Regions from separate parts of the Sus scrofa genome. Here region 2 is linked to region 1. The links are chromatin contacts, called in public Hi-C maps. All regions are on one chromosome and are shown on one strand. The core of a region is the stretch at or near the end of the contact, and the rest is flanking DNA. Distances in the headings are between cores, read along the strand shown. Region 1 holds the start of USP15 (ubiquitin carboxyl-terminal hydrolase 15). Region 2 holds the start of MON2 (protein MON2 homolog).

What was found. Hi-C and Micro-C count contacts between places; a contact is called where the count stands out from the background.
Region 2: a contact with region 1 is called in a Hi-C map of skeletal muscle, with 6 times the contacts expected there. The contact joins the promoter of MON2 here to the promoter of USP15 in region 1. A contact is called at or near these places in 3 of 47 Hi-C or Micro-C datasets (heart right ventricle, liver and skeletal muscle) and 1 of 2 datasets of contacts at active chromatin or transcription factors (alveolar macrophages).

What each region holds. Positions count from the first base shown.
Region 1 is chr5:26,963,103-26,969,135 of Sscrofa11.1, forward strand. It overlaps USP15 (ubiquitin carboxyl-terminal hydrolase 15), which reads left to right and starts at 1,278. Exons shown (of 21, transcript XM_003126341.6): 1 at 1,278-1,825. The coding sequence starts at 1,737.
Region 2 is chr5:27,124,055-27,130,178 of Sscrofa11.1, forward strand. MON2 (protein MON2 homolog) reads left to right here and starts at 2,044. Exons shown (of 33, transcript XM_021091933.1): 1 at 2,044-2,592. The coding sequence starts at 2,562.

The DNA of each region.
Region 1 (6,033 bases), core at 28-2,527:
TGGTTATTATGTTCCAGGAATAGACACCATTGTCTTGCTTAATCTGCAGAAAAATTCTTTAACATAAGTATTACCTAATGACTAAACTATAAGTTAAATGCTTTGCAACTAGAGGTTGAAGTGAAGTTTTGAACATGAAGTCACTATTCTTCCCATACCATGCTGCCTCTCTTAGGAAAATACTACGCTCTCTTTCAGAGGTTGAGTGGGAAAGAAGGGAGGTGTGACCCTTTGATGATACTCATAGTTAAACAAATTATGTTTATTTTAACCTGTCAAAAGAAAAGTCAAATAGTACAAGCAATACAGTACCTGGAAGCTGTTTCAGAATTTCAAATCAAGGATAACACGAAAGTGCAAAATAGTATTATTTTAAAGGAAATAAGCAATCATAATGTTGCTATATGCAAATTATAATGCCAATATACATTACCGTAACTTGGAAGGGGTCAGCACTTCTTACTAGCATATTGCACCCATTTACTGCATTCCCACCAAATGAGTTATGGTAGAGGTCGAAAATAAGTAAAAAAAGAGAGATTATGTAGGAATTCTTATTCATCTTTAGCCTTTTCACATCACGTTATCTTAAAGTCAAATCTCTGGACATCTTCATGCTTGGAACTACTTAAGCAGTTTGCCACAATTCATTAATTAAACACATATTTAGGTAGTTCTTATGTGTTAGGCAGCATTGTGCTAGGCACCAGTTGTAAAAGGTTAAAAAAAAAAAAAAAAGCTAGCATAACCCAGTTTACCTTTTAGTTCAAGCTTTCATAAGGAGAAGTAATGGGTGTATTATAGTGAATAGACAGCCGACGGGTTGGGTATAAACTTGCCTGTCCACTTACGGCATGACCTTAGCATTTGATTTCTGAGACTCGATTTCCCCATTTATAAAGTAATTGGCGTCAAATAATAGGTATTATCTAGCTTCAGGTGTATACATTATGGGAAGATAAGAATATATGACTTCATAACATTGAGGAGAGTTTCTCGCCCATCTTTTCTCCCTTTAGTACCCGGCATTATTCGATATATATTTCACACCCTGTTCACTGAGGAACTGGAACATGTTTTTCATTGCAGCTTAGCTGCCAGGGTGTGCCTGGGGAGGCGTCACAAAGAGCCTATAAAAGGTCTCCACCTACAGCAATAGTAGAAGCGCAAGGAAGAGCCCAGAAAGAGCACTGCGGCTAAGCGTTCGGTTTCGGATTGTTCTCCATTTGGTCCAAAATTCATTGAGTTTAGGTTCTGCGACTCGCAACGAAAGACTCGAGTCACGGAGTTGCTGAAATCCTCTGCCATATTTTAGTCGTCCCCACGCCCCCCGCCTCGCCCCACCCTCAAGCGTGAGTGAATGCGCAAATAAGGGTTTTCAGGCGTCTGTGGGAAAGAGGGAGGGGAAGGCAGAAGTCGAGGATGGATCGGGCGGTAGCACCGCTCAAGCGAGAGAGGACCGAGGCCCTAGAGAGGAGACTTAAAACCAGGCGGTCCCCGGCCGGAGGAGGCCGAGGCGAGCTGCTGGACGGCGGGGGCCGATGGGGAGCAGCAGACCATGGCAATGCACTCACTCCGCCCGGAGCCAACTCTTGTCTGCAGGCGCACCCCCCCACCCTTACGTCTCTTTTGGTTTCGACCTGCTGACTGGGAGGGGCCGCGGGACGCCATTCCCACAATGCTCTGGAGCGTGCCGCCGCTGTCGCTGCCGCCTCCGCTACCGCTAGTGGAAGAAGATGGCGGAAGGCGGAGCGGCAGATCTGGACATCCAGCGGTCTGACATCGCGACGCTGCTCAAAACCTCCCTCCGGAAAGGAGACACCTGGTAAGGGAAAGCGACTGAGATGGCTGTGGTTGCCCGAGGGTGGTGGAGAACTGGGCGGGAACTGCGGGCTGGTGTCTTTCGCTGGTGACAGGTGCGGGCAGGTCCGGCGGCGGCCGCCTTCGGGCAGCAGGATTTTGGCCGCTCCGGAAAGATTGGGGCAAAGATCGGACCTGAAATGAGGGCCGGGGTTCGTGGCTCGTCGGGGCATGCTGGGAGCCTTGCGGGGAGCGGCGGCGGCGGCTCGTGCAGTTCTCTTCGTCCTTTTTCCTCTGGTAGTGCCGCTCCCACCTCAGGCCTTCCCAAAGGATAGGTTACAGTCGTTGGGTGCGAGTCTCTTAATGTTTGACAGGTCTTGGTCCCACGGTGGATCGCGATCTCACCCTCTTTACTTCTTTAGTCATTTCCTTTCCCGGCATTGTCGACATCCAAGTTCCCTGTTCTGATTCTCGTATTCTTCCGGGAGGCCGACTGCAGGATGTCTGCGGTTCGTACTGCACAGGTGGCATGTGTCAGGGCGCCACTTAAGAGAGAGGAACCTTAGTTTCTGGTTCCTTGTCAAAAGGAGGGAGAGGAGTCGGGAACCTTAGGCTTCTGAGTGATAGATACCACGTGGTCCTGTGCTTTAGTGGAGGCTGGATAGACTCCGGCAGCGTTTCTTTTAGAAGTGCAGCCTTTCCCTCCGGTTTGAAGGATAACATAGGCCTGCAAAATGTAGATAAGTCTACTTGAGGCTTAAGTCACTTGCTAACATTCAAACTTATGAAATACGAAATGCTACAGTTTGAAATACTGAACGAAGTATTTGGTGATTTTAATGTTTGTGGGCCATATCAAGTGATATCCAGAATAACTTCAGTTATGTGAATATGTAACACAAATGCTGTGTTTTATTAGGAAGGCTAATGTACTGCTTTATTACAATAAAAATTTTCACTTCCCATCTTCACCGTAACAGTGGCATATAATTTGCGGAGTGTTTTTTCGTTTACTCAATATTGCTTAGTGGAAGGAGCCTAAGATTTAGACCCGCGTTAGGTTACCTTTCCACCACTTAACTTGCAGTATGACTTTGAGGAAGGTTAATTTAAACCATTGCACCTTCGTATCTTCATCTATGAAGTGGACAAGAATAATTTCATTATAGGAGTTTACTTGACTTCAGTGAAATGTTCTAAAAGATTTTCTGTTTATGAGAAATTAAATCTTAGTTATCTTATCACTGTCATTTCTGATAAAATGCCAAGGTATTAGGATCATTTTCAAGTAAGCTAAATAGATGGCAGACATGGGACTTGAATTTTAATACTTTGATGTAAGTCTTGGTACTTTTATCCTACTTTGTTAGGCTGCATACTATGTTTATATGATCCCTGAGGGTGTAAATATATTTTTGTTGCATTACAGAAAAAAAAAAATCAGACTTAAAAATCATTGTTGTGCATATTGGAGTGTTCTTCCAATGTGTGCCTCCAGGCGTTTATTACTGTGGGGAAATTGGACTTTTCCTAGGACATTTATGTTTGCCTTGCCCTATGGATCCTTACAGATGAAATGAATGCTTGCTTCTTATTGTTTGTTAAAGGGCACTTTAGGGAGTTCCCTGGTGATCTAGTGATTAGGACTTGGCACTTGCACTGTTGCAGCCCAGGGTCCAATCCCTGATCTGGGAATCCCACTGAATGCTGAAAAAAAAAAAAAAAAGAACTTAAAAAATTTCAGATTCTTAATTTACTTTGCCTGTTACCACCTCATAAAAAGATAAATGTAGATTTCCACAAAATAGAAATCTAAAATTTAGAGATACTTATTTGGATATTACTTATGTTTATTGGGTTTAATGTTGTGTTGACATTAAATGTTGTATTAACATTGGTATACTGTGTAATAATTGGTGGTGTTGACACTGCAGGATGTTAGGAGTACTATGTGTATTATGAACATTAAACTTTAAAATTCAGCATTTTTGTTTTTTGCCAAAGTTACTGTAAATCATTTTAAAGATCTCTTTAAAAGAGCAAATACAAGAAGTCTATACATTTGAGTCATTTCAGTGCTTTCATTTGAAAGAAAAGGAAACTGAAAACCAGATATTTAGGTAACAGCAGAATGTGCAAATGTTGATCCTCACAATTAATTTCCCCTCTTATTTAAAGGAAAAAATGAATAAACAAGATGATACTGGGATGCTGCAGAAACTAGTTTGGTTTATATATGAGCCAGTTACTTGGAGGTGAAACCTGCCCAAAAAGGAATTATCAGAAGTTTGATTCAGAGTTTAAGAAGAGTAATTTGATAAGCACAAATTTGATAATGTATCCATGAGTACAGAACTGGTAAAGATGCTTAATAAATTAGTTGTAACTTGGGCTCATGTTTTTTGAACTCATTAAAACTTGTTAAAAACTTCTTTCTGTTTTTAATGTCTTTTTAAAAAATCATTGGATTAGTCATTTGGGGGTATTTGAACAAATCCTGTGTGCTACTCTTGAAACCAGCCATATGCAAATGGAACATTGTTTTAATATCTGTATATAACCATCTTGGAAAGACTGATTAGACTATTGAGGAAAAAATGGTAGGTTTACCACGAGTTTATTCTTGAAATTTTAATACTCATATTTGATGTTATAGTCAAATGTATTCAAATGAATGAATTTTCTTAATTAGGTTGTGAGCACTTCGCCGATAAGGGCTACCTCTTAGTACTCTAGAAATTAATGCTAACACCTGGTAAAGGATAATGATTTGATTCTGTGTGAATAACAGAATTTCTCTTTATCTGTAAATAGTGAATGATTTTTATCTGCAAACTGACTGTCTAAGATGAAAATAAGTTAACACATGTCTCCGATGAGGAGAAACAAACCTTATATTTGGTAGTAGGCTTCATGGTGACAGAAAGTCCAAATTGATGCAAGAGAGTTATACTTGTTAAAAAGATTAGGTGTAAAAGTAACACTGATCTGCATCAGGAGTAAAGCAGTGGTCTTATAATGCTGTATCTTGATCTGTGTTTCAACTCCAAGGAGAGATTCAGAAAACCATGAACAGACTGTTAAAATGTAGGACCCGTAGAAAAAGGATAAAGGAACTAGAGATGTTTAGCTTAGAATGAATAAAAGATAATTTTCAGATACGTGGTAATTTCTCCTAAGATAAAAGGGAAATTTGCTTAAAGTACATTGCATGTAAGTGTATTAGGGATGGAGGGACCTATTGAAGGGAGTGATGGTTAAATGAATAAATGTGCAAATGTACAAAAACAAATTGTGGCTTATAGAATACTCTGAAAATTTCTTTAAAATAGATTTATTATGAGTAAATAGATGATTATGAATCACCAGAATTACTGTTTTATTTCCCTATTTTCATTAAATGTTATTCATCTACTAATCATTTTCACTAACTTGTATATTCAAAACTAATTTTGTAAAATTTGCATGTCATTTTTGTGTAAACCCTCACTCATAGCTGTAGTAGGTTTGGAGAGTAGCTTTAATTTGCATTTATAGTCACTTAAAATATGTATATTTTTGTTTCAGTAAATTACCAAGGTTTTTAGATAGGAGAGACATTGATTTCAGTTTTAGAGCTTTCCTTCCATTCCTACTCTTTTACTTAGAAGTCTTTGAGGCTTTTTTTTTTTTAATGGCTGCACCTGGGGCATATGGACGTTCGCAGGCTGGGAACTGAATCTAAGCTACAGCTGCAGCTGAGCTGTGGCAATGCAGGATCCTTAACCCACTGCATTGGGCACTGGGAGGGGATCGAACCCATGCCTCCGAAGCTGCCTGAGGCACTGCATTCATATTCTTAACCCACTGCACCACAGCAGGAAGATGAAGACTTTATTTTATATGGTCCCCTATGTTTGTGCAACTTTGATTCACACTAACAGAAAATAATCTTACAATAAAAAGTCAGTTAATAATGTAAATGAAGACTGTTAATCAATAAAAACATCAAATTGTTTCGTGTGTACCTGCTAAGAAGTTTTTATGTTACTGTTAACTTTAGTTGTACCAAAGTGTTTACCACTAAATTAGGATATGTATTACATCATTTGCAGGAAATGAAACTAGAAAGCAAACTGTTTTTTAGTGTTGGTAGATTGGTTGAAAGTAAGGACAGAAAAAGAGACTTTAAAGCATATTTTTCACATTTTAGCTGCTTTTAAAATTGAGAAAAGCAGTTTTTCCTAATTTAAT
Region 2 (6,124 bases), core at 794-3,293, 160 kb after region 1:
AGTTTGACCCCTAGCCTGGGAACCTCCATATGCCGTGGGAGCGGCCAAAGAAATGGCAAAAAGACAAAAAAAAAAAAAAAAAAAATTTACAACTCTACCCATGGCATATTGTAGTTCCTGGGCCAGGGATTGAGTCCAAGCTTCCGCCAAGACCTATGCCACATCTGATTCTTCAACCCACTGGGGTGGCCCTGGGATGGAGCCACTTCTCTACACGACCTGAACTGCTACAGTTGGAGTTTTTTAATCTACTGCCCCACAGCTCAAACTCTGAAATTAGCATTTTTTTTTTTTTTTTTGTCTTTTTGCCTTTTCTAGGGCCACTCCCATGGCATATGGAGGTTCCCAGGCTAGGGGTCAAATCAGAGCTGTAGCCGCCAGCATACGCCATAGCCACAGCAATACGGGATCCGAGCTGCGTCTGCAACCTACACCACAGCTCAGGCAACACCAGATCCTTAACCCACTGAGCAAGGCCAGGGATCGAACCCACAATCTCATGGTTCCTAGTCGGATTCATTAACCACTGAGCCACAACGGGAACTCCAGAAATTTGCATCTTTTATACAGCTGTCAAGTTTCCCAGAAGTCGTGAAAAAGGCACCAATGATCCAAACTACTGTTTTAGGACCTCCCTACTATTATTTCATCTGCCACCTTAACCCATCATTGCTTTGCTTTGTGTCAAGGGGAAAAAAAAAAAGAAAGAAATTAGTTTACGAAGTACTTGTGCAGCAAGGCCTTCTTATTTTACAAACACACATCACTGCTCACCAACAGTCTCAGAGGTCCCTGTCTTCCATCTTGCAAAGGTGTCATCAGTTCAGTTGTCTGAAGGTTTTCATTTCTTCATCTCCTGCCTCTACCCTGGTTCAGGCTTTCCATCGACTTTTCTTTGCTTCCTGCTCAGTATCTGCGAAATCTGTGTACTGACCTGAATCTTCAGGGAAGCACAGACGATTTTTTTTTTTTTTTTTTTGGTCTTTTTGCTATTTCTTTGGGCCGCTCCTGCAGCATATGCAGGTTCCCAGGCTAGGGGTCGAATCGGAGCTGTAGTCCCCGGCCTACCAGAGCCACAGCAACGCAGGATCCGAGCCGTGTCTGCAACCTACACCACAGCTCACGGCAACGCTGGATCGTTAACCCACTGAGCAAGGGCAGGGACCGAACCTTCAATCTCATGGTTCCTAGTCGGATTCGTTAACCACTGCGCCACGACGGGAACTCCGATTTTTCTACTTATCTTGGCCTCACATGTATTTGGCACTTCAGAGCTAATGAAGGCTTTTATACGGATTCCTTATTTGAGCATCAAAACTCGGTTTTTATTAATTAGAGTAGTTATTCATTCAACAAATATTTATTGATCACCTATCATATGCCAAGCACTGTTCTAGACACTGGAGATAGAGCAGGGAATAGAAAAAAAAATTCCAACATTTCTGAAATTTTCCTTTTAGCGGGGGATACAGATCTTAAGTAAAGGCGGTGGGACTGATCGTGAAGAGCGCCAAGTAAGTGAACGGAGGAATTTTGGCTTTTACTTTGAGTAAAATGGAAAACCACCGGAGGGCTTGGGCAGTTTAATTTTCCATTTTACAGATTAGGAAAATAAGTGAATGCTCCTTAGTAGGTGCGCCAAGCATGCTTTGTACAACTCTGTGGAGGAAGTGCAAAAATTTAACGGTTGTTTTGGGGTGGGCCCCTAGCCCCGAAATTCCAGGGAGGGCAGGAATGAAGAAGGACAAGACATATGAAGATTAATCCAAAAGGAAGCAAACCGTTTAAACCGAAATACAATTTAACACAAACATGCGCAAAGAGATACAACAAGGGGCAACCGGGGCTCTGTTCAGACGCTTGTCACGGAAAAGGAAGCGAATCTCGAGGGAAATTGTGCCCTAAGCCGGTTATGTTGCCAGGAGAGGTCGGGAAAACCGTCCCCGCCCTGATCTTGGCCCGCCCAGAGCGTGACCACGCCTCTGGCCACGCCCATCCTGAGGCTCGCCTCTCGGGTTGGCCGCCGCGGAGGCGGTGGCCACGGTGCCCGGAAGTGCAGCTGACGTGTCCCGGCCGCGCTCGGAATTGTGGGCGACTCGGCTAATGGCGTCGGCGAGTCTCGGGGCTCTTAGGAGCCGGCGCTGAAGCTTCTCGCCAGGTTGGCTGGTGACAACCCGTGTGGCCAGTCCTGCGTCAGCGAGAGGGACCTGCCCGCCTTGTGGGCTCCTCGGCCGGAGCTGGCGGAGACTCACGGGGCAGGGCGACTGCGGGGGCCCCTCGGGTAAGAGCCGGAGGAGTTGCGACGAGGCTGCGGGGGGCGCTCGGCTCGCAGCCCAGGCCCCGTCGAGCCCCGTTGGAGCCCAAGAGGTGGACTGCCCCAGGGCCGGAGGTGCCTGGACGGAGCTGCCTGTGGTTCCAAAGAGCTGACGGTGTCGGAGTTGGTTTGCGCCTTTCAGAAATTGGCACGGAGCTTGGTGGATCATGTCGGGCACTAACAGCCCCGAAGCAGTTAAGAAGCTGCTGGAGAATATGCAGAGCGACTTACGGGCCTTGTCCCTGGAATGCAAGAAGAAATTCCCACCTGTCAAGGAGGTAAGCTTCAGGCGACGACGGAGCAGGCACGGTGAGCATACCCGGTCCTGTTAGACCCAGCCCTTCACTCCTGTCCTCCAGTCCTGTGTAATTCTCATTTGGCCCTCACCTTTCCAGATTTTCGAGCGGGTGGGTTATTTCACAAGCGTTTTCAGAGTTTTCTTTGGCGAGCTCTGAGGTGCTTTGATTTTCTCTGCTGCCCTAGCCACCAGATTTAGGAATGAAGTTCGCAGAGTGAGCCAGTTCAGAGAATTCAGCTAGGTGGATGGTACCCTCCCCTTTTCTGGCTTTTTTCGACTCGAAACTGGCCAAGCCAGGATTGATACTCTTATGCTTGTGGCTTCCAAAAACTAATAACCATAGTTGTGGTACAGTCTCTGCCCCTCACGTTTATAGTATGTATCACTCAATCGGAAGTAGCTTTCCTTCTTGTCGTGTGTCATGCAGCTTGAACTCTGTATCTGTATCATGAAGTATTTATAAATTATACAGAGACACTTAGGACAAATATTGAAGAGTCACAGTAACCAAGTTAAGCCATGTTATGAGCAGTATACTACTGGGAAGAATAGGCTTAGAGTCAAATAGAATACACCTGAATTTAAGTGCTGTCAATACGGCAACACAGCTTAACCTCTTTGAGCTCCAGTTTTCTTTCAGGTGTAAAATAGAGTTAAAGGCTGGATTTATTAGATTATGATGAGAAGATAATTAGAGCAGAAAAGCATATTATCAAAGAGGCCCAAGTTAATAATATATACGAATTAAATTCTCCAAATATTTCCTGAATTGCAGTGGTTAGCATTAGTCACTCTTGGCTTTTTCTCCTAGATGCCATTTTATTTCTCTTAAACTTCAAAAACGCTGCTTAGTTTCTTTTCTCATTTCTAAAATAAGATATTTCAGTGACATTTTTTTAAGAACAATTATTTTATTTTTATTCCTATTTGATGTAGTTTGTGGTACCTGCAGTTTCTTTTACTTTTTGCTCTAAAAGTTGACCAAGGAATTTTGAAATATTTTCTTATTAAATATTTTGCCTCTATTATTATAAAGATTGTGTGATTAGAACTTACACAATAAAATTTGGATTTTAGGCTTCTAAGGAACCTTAATTTTTCCGTAAGTGCTTGGTCTTAGCAGTTTTCCACGGACTCCATCTAATATTTTTTTTTTAGTAGTGTAAGCAAATATTACCCAGTGTTGAAACCGGATGTGCCACTTTTGGAAAGATGACTATTTTGATGTTTTATTTCAATAGTTTATTATGATGTTTTACTTCAATAGTTTATTTAATAGTTTGCTTTGATACTGATTTTCATTATTTTCTCTAAGATGGAAGTTATAACAAGGAATTTTAAGGAATTTGGTTATTTGGCTGTTTTAAAATTTTAAAGAAATAGTCTGGCTGTTTTAAATATAAGAAAATGCTCTCTCATTTAGAAAATGTCAAATCCTATTTGTAATTTTAATAATAATTTATAGAACTATTCCCAGTTCTTGTAATCCATATAAAAACAATGATTTCTCTATATTACAGCCTTTGTGGGCTAGCTTGGGAATTTAATTGCTGTTTATTATTTGTATGGAAAATGCATTCCAAGTTAACTGACAAAATTCTAAAACTCAATCCATTTCTAATCTAGAAACTTTAATAAAGCTTGTTAGTTTTTTACATGAACCTTGGCTAAACAAATATTTAATAACTGCATCTATCTTTGAGGTTATGGCAAAGTAATTTTTGGTGTGATTATCTCTGATAGATAATTATGTGTACAGTACACTCTCCATGAGAATTTGTTGGATGTAAGAACTTTGACTCCTTAACCAATGGTACTTCTTATATGTTAGGGCGCTCCTTTAGAAATTGAAAAATAACCTTGACTGTCATAAATTTAAAGCAAGAGTGAAGTAATTGCCTAATAGTGATGGTTTTTTAGGAGGGAAGCGTGACTTTAAAGAAATATTTTGGTTGGATTAAGTTTTCCCTGGTAATTTGATAGCAATTCTATATTTTGGGTTTTATTCTTAAAAGAATTGGTAAATTTTGTTTTATTTATTTATTATTGGGGGGGTGGTAGATACTAAGGCAAAGCCTTTTAAGTATAAGAAGCTTTTCCATCTGTATTTTAGTTTGCTAGTTAGCACTCTCCCAGTATCTTTATAAATATCATCTGAGAAATACTCATTCTGAATTACTGAGATGCCTACTCAAGAACTTAATATACTGCAATGCTAACTGCGTATGTGCTTTGGAAGTGTTGTCTCCTTCTCCTTTACTTTTTCAACAAGAGAGAATGAAGTGAGACATTCTGTGTTTAGTCTTTAAGTTTTAATAATTTCTATCTTTTTGGCCATAGTGCTAGACTCTTAACTTTATTCTTAATGAATGATAAGCTGGATTTATAAAGATTTCAAATCTATTAGAAAAACAGAAGAATATTGATAACAGATAATGCTTTACTGATGTTTATTATCTTTGGATTTTCTACATAGTTTTCTTTATGTTAATTGTTTTCATTTGCAAAACAGTTTGTATATTAAATTATTTTTATAGTGGCTTCAATTCTATTCTGTCATTTTATAATGAAGGTAGTAATTAAATAATAATAACAGCAATACATTCCTTCCTCTTTTTCCCCCATTCTTGTTTTCCTTAAATATAAATCTTCATGTTTCAGCGGTGTAACTTTTTTTTTTTTTTCCCAGCACAAGTGCACTAGCTAATTTATTCTGGAATAGTTATTCGAAAACTTTTTTCTTTATCTTAAAAATTATATTAAAGCTTTGTAATATCTCTTCTATGTAACTGGTATTCATTTAGTGGCCTTCAGAGGCAGTAACCTCTGAGGTTTTATGTTTATATATTTATCAAAGAAAGCCTTTTTGGTCATTTCTGTTTGCAGGCAGTACTTTGTAGGAACAAATGAAGGGCATCTAATTGAGCCTAGACGTGTCATCAAAGAGAGTTATTAATTCTTGAGCTGAGTCTTTATGAGTAGAAGCTAGTCAGCAGAAGAAGGGAGGTCATTCTAGGCAGAGGAAGTAGCACATGTTTGTATTCCAAGTAAAATAAATTTCAGGCTGAAAGTGATTGGGAACTGTTAAGGATTTTTAAGAGGAAGTAATATGATCAAATTGATATTTAGTAATATTGCCATAATAGTACTGGTGGGAGGAATTAGCAGGAATTGAGATTGAGGCAAAAAGAGCGTATTTTATAAAGAAATGGTTGTCCGCATTGAGGTAGCAGTGGAGGTAGACAGAGTTGCTAGTATGGTAGTAGACATGGGTGAAAGAGAGAGTATAGAGAGGTTTAGCAGGTAAAATAACCAGGACATAGTGACCTTTCTTATAATCTATAAAGGGAAATCTGTGATGCCTCCAGGTTTCTGGCTTGGGAAACCAGGTAAATCACCAGAGGAGGAAATGTTTTGGGGGAAAATGAGTAGTCGTGAATATTGTTTGAGATATGTGTGTGACATCCAAGTGGAACTGCCCTATACGTGTTTGAAAGTGATGGTTTGGTACT